Linked DNA regions of Mus musculus: region 1 is linked to region 2. A link is a contact called in public HiChIP or PLAC-seq data. All regions are on one chromosome and are shown on one strand. The core of a region is the stretch at or near the end of the contact, and the rest is flanking DNA. Distances in the headings are between cores, read along the strand shown.

Evidence for each region. HiChIP or PLAC-seq counts read pairs in DNA pulled down with a chosen protein or histone mark.
Region 1: a contact with region 2 is called in an H3K4me3 HiChIP or PLAC-seq map of intestinal villus epithelium, with 20 read pairs. The contact joins the promoter of H2-Q2 here to the enhancer-like site in region 2. A contact is called at or near these places in 2 of 39 promoter capture datasets (the C10 cell line and liver), 3 of 15 datasets of contacts at CTCF or cohesin (CD8 T cells, the NIH/3T3 cell line and thymocytes), 52 of 484 Hi-C or Micro-C datasets (the 4T1 cell line, B cells, the Ba/F3 cell line and 39 more), 12 of 115 datasets of contacts at active chromatin or transcription factors (CD8 T cells, double positive thymocytes, embryonic basal ganglia and 4 more) and 4 of 9 other capture datasets (adipose tissue, embryonic tail, macrophages and 1 more).

Annotation. Positions count from the first base shown.
Region 1 is chr17:35,341,012-35,346,558 of GRCm38.p6, reverse strand. H2-Q2 (histocompatibility 2, Q region locus 2) reads right to left here and starts at 4,252. Exons shown (of 8, transcript NM_010392.3): 1 at 4,163-4,252; 2 at 3,690-3,959; 3 at 3,171-3,446; 4 at 1,529-1,804; 5 at 1,285-1,401; 6 at 1,073-1,105; 7 at 851-899; 8 at 1-715. The coding sequence starts at 4,226. The coding sequence ends at 853.
Region 2 is chr17:35,298,303-35,304,340 of GRCm38.p6, reverse strand. It overlaps the pseudogene Gm18734. Among named protein-coding and RNA genes, the nearest start is that of H2-Q1, 19 kb to the left of the region's middle. Within about 2 kb of position 2,455, at least 127 of the 459 cell types and tissues checked have an H3K27ac peak or open chromatin away from gene starts, as enhancers often do. A contact at or near this core is called in the 4T1 cell line, B cells, the Ba/F3 cell line and 14 more, where this site is marked.

The sequences.
Region 1 (5,547 bases), core at 3,003-5,502, 40 kb before region 2:
CATCATGAGGAGTAGAAATGATTGAAGTATAACAACTCTAAAAGAATCTAAGCAGTGCGGCAGTCATCCAAGGCAACTGGCATATGTTCAAGATATGTTAATAAATCTTTATGGTCAATTATTATTTAACATCTAATGCCTGATTTTTTTCAGTGCTTAAATTTAAACTAGGTTAATTCTTTTTATTTAAGATTTTCTTTACCATATGCCAAAGCCCACCTCCAATAACACACATGTAGCCACATGAAATTTTATTGTTGGAAAAGTTTTTATCTGTCATAATACTATTATATAATTTTGTAAATAATTTCAAAAGTAAAGAGTTGGTTTCCCCAGATAAGGTCATGTTAGTGACCCCATCTCTAGGGATGGTTTCTAACCCATTACTTTCACTTAAAATCTTAGCCTAGGCTACCAGGAACATGTAAATAAGAAAAGGAATAAGCGAAAACAAAATAAATCAATTGCCATGAGAACTATGACTCAATATAATACTCTGGCCAAGAGTTCCACAACTGGTTCCAGGAGGCCTCCTTCTTTTGAAGTATACCTCAGTCTGTGCAACTTGTCACATGGCTGCTACTGGGGTTGGTGTGGCAGAGAACATGAGACACCATTTTCTAAAGAAAGCTGATGTCTAAAGACTCTTGATGTCACAGGAGAGACCTGAACACACTGGCTGTCACTCAGTCTACTCCAGGCAGCTGTCTTCATGCTAGAGAAAGAGAGTCATGAACCATCACTGTGAAGACAACATCCCAACAACCCACCACTCACAGGGGATTCTGGGAGTCCCTGAAACCCAATCATGTCCACATTGCCCCTCCCCAATCAGGCACCAGAGTGTCACCTTTACAATTCTAGGAGAGAGATATCAGAGCTCTGGGGGCTGTCCCTGCCTAGGGTAAAACAAAACAAATGTATATGTACATGAAAATGTATGTATTCATATCACAGTACAACTCAGGCTCCCAGAAGATTTCTCTGGAGGAGTTATTATGGATTCCCAGAGCTCCTAACATCTCCAGCTTCACTCTAATGGCCTCAGGACAATCCTGTCCCCCACACTAACCTGGATCTTGAGCGTAGTCTCTTACTTTTCCACCTGTTGAGATGAAAAGCTGTGAGAGATCAAGGAGGATCTTGACTCTAGGAAGTTCTCAGAACTGACAGCAGACCCAGTTAAAGACAGTAGCAATGAGGGGTGTGGCTGTGTTTCCCATTAATGAGCAGAGAACTCTCTAAAGGAGGCTGAGAGGGAACTCAGACCCTGACCTTTCCTACCTGTGTTTCTCCCTCTTTTCATCACAAAAGCCACCACAGCTCCAATGATGATCACAGCTCCAAGGACAACCAGAACAGCAATGATCACCATGTAAGAGTCAGTGGATGGAGGAGGCTCTGGGAAGGACAGGTACAGGAAAAGAAGGTGAGGGTCATGACCCCAGCTCTCAGCCCTGAGCAGCTCAGGGTCTGCAAAAGGCTCCAGCTTTCCCTGACCCCAGCTCTGCACCCACACCCTCCTTACCCCATCTCAGGGTGAGGGGCTCAGGCAGCCCCTCATGTTCCACATGGCATGTGTATCTAGGCTCCTCCCCAAAAGGCACCATCACAGATGCCCACTTCTGGAAGGTTCCATCCCCTGAAGGCCTGGTCTCCACAAGCTCCATGTCCTGGGTCAGGTCCTCCCCATTCAACTGCCAGGTCAGGGTGATGTCAGCAGGGTAGAAGCCCAGGGCCCAGCACCTCAGGGTGACATCACCTTGAGAACTGGGGTGATGGGTCACATGCGCCTTTGGGGGATCTGTGTGGAAGATTTAAGAAATCACAGGATTTTAACAAGACAAACTAAAATCTACTCAAGACTCAGTTAAATCAATGATGACAGTGAATTATTTGTCTGTTTGACACTACAACTGTCGTTGCACAGTGACCAAAAGCAGAGCTGGTCCCCTCAGCACAGAACTACACATTTTCTTTTGGGACTTAGAAGCAAAGAGGGAATCCACTGAGACTCAACCACTGTGGTCATCTTGCTGACCAACATTAACTGTCAGTCCAAGAGAACAGCCATCACAAAGTGTGTAGTGAGAAAATGACTCCCAGCCCCTGACTCTGGGGGACAAGGTACAGGTGTTTTAAGCAGGACACTTGAAGTGATCTGTGGACCTCACTGGAACACAGTGGGCTCACAGGGTGTGTGGTCTTCCCTCTCACTCAGCCCTGGATTGCAGAAGACCCTGTCTCTCAGAGTCCAAGTCCTGATTCACTGGGGGGGGGGGCACTGTAACTTGTGGGGCAGAGGGAGAGCAGGAGGCTTCTGGATGTTTAGTTCTGACAGGAAACACTCTAAGTTCACAAGAATCTGTTATTTAATGAGAACCTTGTTTTAACCCGTCTAATTATCCAAGTTAGCAGTCTCCCCTGGCACCTGTGGAGACTGATACAAATGATAATACAAGGGCAGGGAGAAACAGGATCACTCCAGTGCAGACAAAAACTGACTAGAAACAAAATAACACCTTCAAAAATAAAGAAAAAGTAAAGAGAAAAGAAAGAAGAATAAGAAAACAGATAAATAAGTAAAAGAAATTTCTCGATTTATATTCCTCCAGGGTACCCATAAGGGCTCACATGACCATTCACCACTGTAGGAATAGAGAGAATTGGGTTGTGGAAGGGATGCAAACCCAACAGACTGGGAGGGATCTATGAAAATGTACTCTATGAAAATTCTAGATACTGGGCAAATTAGCCTAGTGTAGGGGAGTCCATATCTCCCATCAGGTAAAGGCGACTTCAGGTCCTGAGGTGCAAGGGCTGACACACTCAGCAGGACAGGAGTCAGTGTCCACACACAGTAGGTGTGGGCAGAGAACCCGGCCTGGGAGAGGCCATGGCTGACAAAGGCTACAGGGGAACTGAAGGGAGCAGCTGTTGTTACCTCAGGGAAATTCTCTCCTTCCCTCCTGAGACAGCCTGGGCACTGTCCAGGGAGAAGGCTGAGCCCTGGGAGAGTCAGTGCAGTCACTGTGATGAGGGATCAGGAGACCCAGGGTCACTCTCTCCCCTCTGAGACAGGGGCATCACCCCAGCTGAGGGTTTCTTCTTCCCCAGGACTGAGCCCCAGCCCGAGGGCAGAGGGAGGAGCTGCCCGAGGGCCCCTGCACCTGTGTGCAGCAGCGTCTCCTTCCCGAGCTCCAGGTATCTGCGGAGCCACGTCAAGCAATCGACCTCCAGGTAGGCCCTGCGCTTCTCTGCAAGACCAGCCTGCTCCAACTTGCTTCGGGTCTTCAGTGCTGCCAGGTCCGCCGCTGTCCACGTTATCAGATCCTCATTCAGGGCGAGGTAATCGCGGCCATCGTAGGCAGACTGCTCATACCCTCGGAGTAGGCTTCCGTCTGGCCCCAGGTCACAGCCAACCAACCACTGGAGAGTGTGAGAGCCTACGGGATCCCGTGGTCAGCTCCCCACCCCCTCCCCACCCGGCCCAGGCCGCCACCACCCGCCCCGCTCCCGCCCCCAGACTACCTGTCCGGCCCCGCCCACCTGTGGGCTCAACCAAACTGAAAGGGAAACCGATTCCAGGTGGGTTCTGCTCCCGAACCTTGGACTTGGGATGCGGGAGGTCTCTGGGCTCCTGTGTGGGGACGTGGAGGGGTCGTGACCTCCGACCCGGGGTCACTCACCTCCCTTGCTCTGGTTGTAGTAGCTCAGTGCGGTCCCCAGGCTCACTCGGAAACTCTGCTCATTTTCCTTGGAGACCTGTGTGTTCCGCTCCCAATACTCCGGCCCCTCCTGCTCCATCCACGGCGCCCGCGGCTCCATCCTCGGATTCTCCGCGTCGCTGTCGAAGCGCACGAACTGCGTGTCGTCCACGTAGCCGACGATAATGAACCGGGGCTCCCCGAGGCCAGGCCGGGACACGGCGGTGGTGAAATACCGCAGCGAGTGTGAGCCTGTGGACGGCGCGCGGTGAGACTCCGACCTCCTCCCGGAGCCCCGGCCGGGTTCGCGGGCGGGGAGGCCAGCAGGGTGCGGTGCTCGAGATGTAGGTGGAGAAGGGGCGGAAGGTATGGTGGGCGACGTGGGGACGCGGCTTCCCCGTTGCCGCCCCAGCCCCTCTCCGCAGACGCTGTTTCCCTCCCGACCCCGCACTCACCCGCGCGTGTCTCAGTCAGTTTCAGGGCGGCCACCAACAGCAGGAGCAGCCTTCGCAGCGCCATTGCCCCATCTGGGATACAGGGCATCTGAGGCCCTTGGCTGCATGGACTTTATAACCTGCGCCCGCTGCTGAGGAGCTGGTTGGTTTCCCAGGATCCTGCCACCCAATGGAAATGAGACCTGCCAGATAATTCCTGCTACCTCAGGGTTCAGAGAGGGCATCAGATCCCCAGGAGCTATAAAGTGGTGCTGCTACAGGGCAAGGGAGGGGCAGGAGCTGAGCTGCAGGAGAGGGTGGAGTCTGCAGGGAGCAGAGTGAGGCCCTTGTGCACCTGTGTCTTAGTGAGGGTTTCCATTGCTGTGATAAGACCCCATGACCAAAAGCAACTTGAAAAAGAAAGGGTTTCTTTCAGTTTACACTTCCACATCACAGTCTATCATTGAAGAGATTCAGGGCAGGACCTTGAGAGGATTCTAAAGGAGGAACTGAAGAAGAGGATGAGGACCAGTGCTAATAGCTTTGTAGCTCATGGCTTGCTCAGCCTGCTTTCTTATACAATCCCTGATGACCTGCTAAGACAACCTGCAGTGAGCTGAGCCCTTCCATACTGATCATTAATAATAATTTTTAAATTGCCTTATACACTTCCCCAAAAGCGTCCTGGATGGATGCAATTTCTCAATTCAGGATCCTCTTCTTATATATGTCTCAGTTGGTGTGGAATTAACAAAATACAAACAGCACAGGCTCCTGGTGCAGGGTCACTCAGTGAGAGCTGAGGGAGGAGGATATGTGAGTTCCTCTCCCTGAGCTGAGCCAGGGACCTGTCCTGTGGATGGAGGCCCCATGGAAAAACAGTTGGAATGCAAGGAATGGGAACACAGTGGGTTCCAACTCCATTCCTGCCCCTCAGTCCTGAGGACCTGTCTCTCCCTTGCCTGTTGGTTGATGCTGTTGACATAACCATGGGAGGGACTGATAAAGTCAGGGCATGGGAGGAGAAGGGTTGCTTCAGGAGCTTTCCCTTCCCCAGAACTGTGTGGTAGCCTGATCACACAACATCAGTGATGGGAGCAGCTCCAGGCTTGGTTTTAGCTGCATTGAACCATGTCTGCTCGCTGACCAACATCCACAATTTATCCAGGTTGACAGTTGGGCAGAAGCTCTGGTTCCTCTTCAGGTGGTCATGCCTCACACCAACTTTCCCTGAGTGACCTGGGTGACACTTGTGAAGTTCATCCTGAGGTGATGCCTCTAGCATTCCTGTGGCCTCCTGGGTGCTCGCAGTGTTTTCCTGATGCAACCATGGCCTCGGCTCAGGTGGCCCCGGAGTTTCCAGGTCTTCCTCAGTCTGGATGGCATGGCAATGGCAGAAAGGAAAG
Region 2 (6,038 bases), core at 1,206-3,705:
ACCCAACTGATCCAGCTCAACCATGGCTTCCACCGGGTGCTGTCTCAGCCCCAGCTCCGAGTACTCCTGGCCAGGGCCGAGCTCATCAACATCCATCACCTCATGGTGGAGCTGAAGAAACACAAGCTAAACTTCTGTTTCGGACCTGCCGGGACCCTAAGCTCCCGTGGACTCTCAGTGGGTCACACACTGTCACCTGGGACCTCTTCCCATCCCTTTTGTCTCCACGGCTTCCACACACCGCACTCAGCCTCCATTGCCAGGACTCTGCCTCAACAGAGTGCACCCAAGGCCACTCCCTGGGCTTCTGAGTCAGGTGACCTTCATTTCCAGTCCAGTCAGCTCCTCTGCTGTTCACTCACAGCCTGTGAGCTTCCACCGCCCCAGGCTCTGACTGACCCTCAGCTCTTAGGGCTCAGCAGTTCAGGCCACCCTGTAGCTGATCTCTGGGCTCTGCTGGAACAGTGACATCACCTAGTGGCAGGGCTCACTCTGTGTCAATAATAAGTACTTACAGTGCTGGGACTGTCCTCTCCTTTGTCCCTGGGCCTTTGAGTTCTCCAGCATGTCTTTCTTGTAGACCTAGTCAGTTCCTGGTGGGCGTCAGGAAGATGATGGGATAGTACCCCGATTTCTGTTGCTGCTTCTGGCTGATGGGTGGCATAGTTTCTCAGGAGGGGACTGTTTGTAGCTCTCCAGGAGGGTTACACTTGCTGCAAGGCCTGGGAATGTGGTAGCTTTGGGTGCTGTCCTGAGGGCTACCATGGGAATAATCAACACAGACTCTGAGGTTGTCTGTGTCAGCCTCTAAGTGGCTGTCACAGCTCCTTTGAGGATGGAGGGCCTGTAACACCTGCAGCCATGATCGAGGCAGGGGTGGACCTGGCTTCAAAACAGATCCTGTCATTTTCATGTGACCCAGACACTTCCTGCTGCCCTCTGCCCCACCTCTGTAAGGAGTTTGCAGACCAGAGCAGTGTTTCTCAATATTCCTAATACTGCGACCCTTTAATTCCTGGTACTAACCCCAACCTTAAAGTTATTTTCAGTGTTACTTCATAACTGTAATTTTGCTACTGTTTTCTGATGGCCTTAAGCAACCCCTGTGAAAGAGTTGTTTGACCCCCAAAGGGGTCATGACCCACAAGTCCTAGAGTGAAGGTACATGCTTGACCAAGTTGTTTGGTTTTTGAGACAGGGTTTCTCTGTGCAGCCTTTGTTGTCTTGGAACTCTGTAGACCAGGCTGGACTCGAACTTAGAGACCCACCTGCCTCTACCTCCTAAGTGCTGGGACTGAAGGTGTGTGTCTCCACAGCCTGGCAACCTTGACCAAGTCTTGAACAAAAGCTAGGCTGGTTTGCAGACCTGTAACCCTGGCTAATTAGGGACCAGAAGCACTGGATGGAAAACCTGCTTCAGTTACAGAGTAAGTTCAAGGCCAGCCTGGACCACGTCTTAAAAGTAAAGGCTGGGACACAGCTCGGTGGCAGGAAGCCGTCCCTAGGTCCCATCTACAGCGTGGGGGAAATTCCAGGTGAAAGATGCTGTCAAGGGAAAAAAAGAGTAATTTGAGGTTATTTCCTTTACCCCATTCACTTCCCAGGGCCTTGGCTGGGGGCCTAAGTCCACCCAGACCCCGTCCCAGGCATCCATGCTCCTTTCTCACTTGTTACAACTTTCCCACCTACTCCACCACCCCCTTCTAGGTGTCAGACCTGGGGATCCCAGGCTTCTGGTTTTACCTTATAGCCCCGGGTGTTCTGGAACTTGCTATGTGGTTGAAGAATGCAGAGATCTGCTCTCCTGAGTTTTGGGATTGAAGGCATTCCCAGAGAAACCCAGGACCCTTTCTTTGTGTGGTCACATCAAGCTCAGCCGGTGTGTAGTTCAGTGAGGACACGGTCAACAGGCAGGAAGCCCTGGGGTAAATCCTGGGCAACAGCAACCACAAAAGGAAAAACAACTAATGCTCTGCTGTGGCGGGCTGTGCAGGGGATACCCGGTTTCTTAGTGTGGCCCTTCCTCAGTGTGAGCTGGACAGCTTCGCGGGCTTGTGAAGCTGGCCAGCAGTTCCTGAACTCTGCAGTCTGCAGTCTGGAGGGACATTTGACATAGAGCCCAGTCCATCTCCAAGATTCTTGGGAGCTGCGATGCGGAGCACGGCCGCCAGGGGGCAGCAGGACACAGGAATAGGAGCGGCTCCAGTTCCTGATCACCTAAGTGGCTGTGAGCTTTGAATGCTGGGAAAGGTAGGGAGTTGTGGTCGCCTATGCCCTCTTCATACCGAAGCAGCCAGGGATTTTCCTTTCAGCCCCAAATCCTCTGGTTTGTGGTTTTCACGGGTCCTTATGATCTTCGGACTGAAACACAACTTCTGAGCGAGATTACACCTCGGCTCCTCTCTAGATTGTGACTCAGCACCAACTCTCCAGTCACAGTGACATAGACACACACACACCATGGCATGCTGAGGTGAGGCATGAGGATCAAGTTGTAGGTGGGAAAGGTCAGGACTGGAGAGATGACTCAGAGGTTGAGAGCATTAACTGCTCTTCCAAAGGCCCTGAGTTGATTTCTCAGAAATCACGTGGTGGCTCACAACCATCTATAATGAGATCTGGCGCCCTCTTTTGGTGGCTATAGACATATGCAGGCAGAACACTGTGTACATAATAAATTTTTAAAATAAAATAAAGAATTCAAGGTCCACCTGAGCTACAACAAGGCATACAGCACAAACAGCATAAATGAACGAACACACAGGCTCCATAGACCAGTAGCATCAGGGGCCACTCTGTAGAAGGAATCACCCTTCCCTGGCTGATTCCCTAAGATCATTGTGTACACATCATTAGATGTACACGCCTACTGCAAGGGTCCCTAGAGTGCTGATCTAGGTTTGGAGGTGTTCCTATGCGCTGTAGTGACCCCCAATACTGTTCAGGTATCTCTTTCTTTACAGAAATCTTATTTCCCTTCATTTATTTTTCATTCTTTTAAAAAATATTTTTATTTATATGGGTGTTTTGCCTCCATGTATCTTGCGCGCGCTCAACTGGCCAGGAAGAACGACGCTGCAACAGGATCCTTCTGCACACGTTTATTGGGAGAGCTTGATTGTAGAGGCGAAAAGACCTCGAGCCCAGAACTGGTGCTGCTTTTATAGGCCTAGGAGAGGCGTGTCTCACACCCGGATTGGTTATGCACTATGCCTCATTTGCATGTTCCTCATCTGATTGGCTACTCTCTCTCAGTACCTCACAGAGCCTCATTATCATAACTCATTTGCATGTCTCACATCTGATTGGTTACTCTCTCTCAGTACCTTACAGAACCTCATTATCATACCTCATTTGCATGTCTCACATCTAATTGGTTATACTCTCAGTACCTTACAGAACCTCATTATCATGCCTGGGCCAGGCAGTGTCTTTGCAAAAAACTTTACTGCATATGTACACATTGGTTGTTTGTCCAATTTTATGCGTGGTGGCCAGCAGTAGTCAGTGCCACTCAGCAACGGCACATGTGGCTTCCCACACATGTATGTCTGTGCCCCACAAGCATGGAGTTCCCCAGGCCGCCAGAAGAGGGCACCCTACCCATCTAAGGCTGAGTTACAAGTGGATGAGAACTGGAACTGAACCCAGGTCCTCTGGAACAGCAGTGAGCATTCTTCACCTCGGAACAATCTCTGCAGCTCCATAATTTTATTCGGAAGTGACACCATTTTTATTTTTATGCCTTGGCTCTCTGAGATTCTTTTCTCTGCAGCACAGGGCCTCAGTCAGGCCTGAGCCTCCTAACTCCCCTGCAGAGAAGGTGTGAACAGGAGAAGCCCTGGCTTCCTCAGGGGCACAGAGTCCCAGAGAAGGAGCTTCCCAATCCGTCCCCACAGTGCTCAGTCTACAAAAACGTCTGATGTCCTCCAGCACCAAAGCAGCATTGCTAACATAACCCAGGCATGGAACATTCCAGATGCCCTGTGTAGGTTTATATTTTCCCAAACCTACTTTAATAAGCTTACTTAAGTGTTTTAACCTCTCTTCTAGCTCACCACCCACCAGAGGAAATAGAAAGGGCAAAGGAGCGTGTGGACCTGTTTAGAAAGAGTTCTTATGGAGAGTCCAGTCTGCATTGTCAGGATATCAGCAGGTGAGTGCACATGAATCAGCGATACCAGTTCAATCCAGAAGAAACTTTGAGATTGCACCGATCAGCCTGAGTCTGCAGAAGCAGGAAGAAGATGCCAGAACATCACCAGAAGTTCTTTGGTTAGTTTCTCTCTACAAAGTCCTGAGAAACGATCAGCAAAGAAGGCAAGGCTAACCAATGCCACAGCGTTGTCTGGGAAGAACGAAGACCAGCAAAGCGTGGCAAGGTGAACCAATGCCGCACAGTGTCGTCTGTGGTCTATTGGGTGATATTTATACCCTATCCAAACATCATGTGTTCTCTCAAGAGGGCATCTCTGAAGCTCTGGCAAAACATCGCCTGCCCCTTTTCCAGGCAGTTTCCAGAAAAGCACCATGAGTTTTTCTTCAGCAAATAAATCCTCCCAAAAGAGAATTTCAAAAAAAAAAAATCACACAACACAACTGAGTCTCCAGAGAAACCAGAAATTTCCTCTTGAGACCTGGTTCTCCTAGATTTAGGTCCTCAGATCAGGGGGTTGCATTGCCAAAGTGCTTCTTGTACACCACACATATCTGTTTTTTAACAGATAGTCTCTAATTCCATCTTTATCCTAAAGCTTTAGTAAGGACCTTTGCAATAACAAAGAGCTGTTGTCAGCTGACTGGTTTTCACACATTGGGAATGTGTCTCAGTGACTTGAGTGCCTACCGTGTATAATATAGGTCCCAGATTCCATTTCTCAACACTTCCAAAAAACAGGGTTGTGGCACCAATTCGGGATGGTGAGGTGACTCTGGTAGAGGTGCTTGCCACTGAGTCTGACCACCTAAGTTCAGTCCCCCAGAACCCACGTGGAAAGAGAGAACTGGATCCCCAAGGTTGTCTTATGACTCCCTCTGCCCCCAACACATACCACAGATGGAGAATGGCCTCATTCACACACGGTACACATAAAGCAATAGTATAAATACATAACACATAAAAGAGTTTAAAATCTCTGTGATTATCCTTGCATGGGATGCCCTTCAGTCCTCCTGGCTGCTTCTCATCACAATGTGGGTTTTGGACACAGGTAAGTCTGGAGGAAAACTGGACATATCTTTTACATACTTGTCCTTATACATAACTGTCCTTATGACCTTCAATATGAAATCATCATGATTCCTTTTTTATTTTATTACATTGATTTAATAATTATGTGTAGGGATGTGCATGTCGTGATGGCTATGTGATGCTGAGAGGATAACTTACAGGACTCAGGTGTCTCCACTCTCCTTGTGGCTTCCATGGATCAAACTCAGAGAGCCAAGCTTGGTAGCAAGAACCTTTATTCTCTGAGCCACCCTTCCTCTTCCTTTCTTCTCTTCAGAAGTCAGACCCTGGAGTCTTCTAGAAGAAAAGCCACTTCCGGGAATACAATGGCTACACAAGTGCTTGGGGATGCAGTGGAGAGAGGCTTCTACTTAAAGCAGAGGCGCTGGCCTGCAAGCCCCACATGGACCCCACAGAGACCAGGCTCTGTTCACCTGCAATGGGCGGCTCACACTGCCAAGCCTGAGTGCAGGACTCTCATCTGTTAAGTATAGACTTTGCCTCTCCCCTCAGGATCTGTCTTCTCAGCCCTGTGCTGAGACACAGATTCCTTGTGTTAATTCCTAGAAGTCCGTGGCTTCAGGTGGGTAGGTATATATACATATATACATATATATATGTATATATATGTGTGTGTGTGTATTTAAAACAAGGATCTTCATTCTGAGTCCTGAGTTTGTCTCTGTGGACCTGGGACATTGTCTCAGCACAGGAGACCCCCTTGTCCACTGAAGAGAGACCCCTGTGCAGACCACAGACAGCAGGGCACTGATCCCTGTCTCCACTGGACTTCTCTGTGTCTGCACTT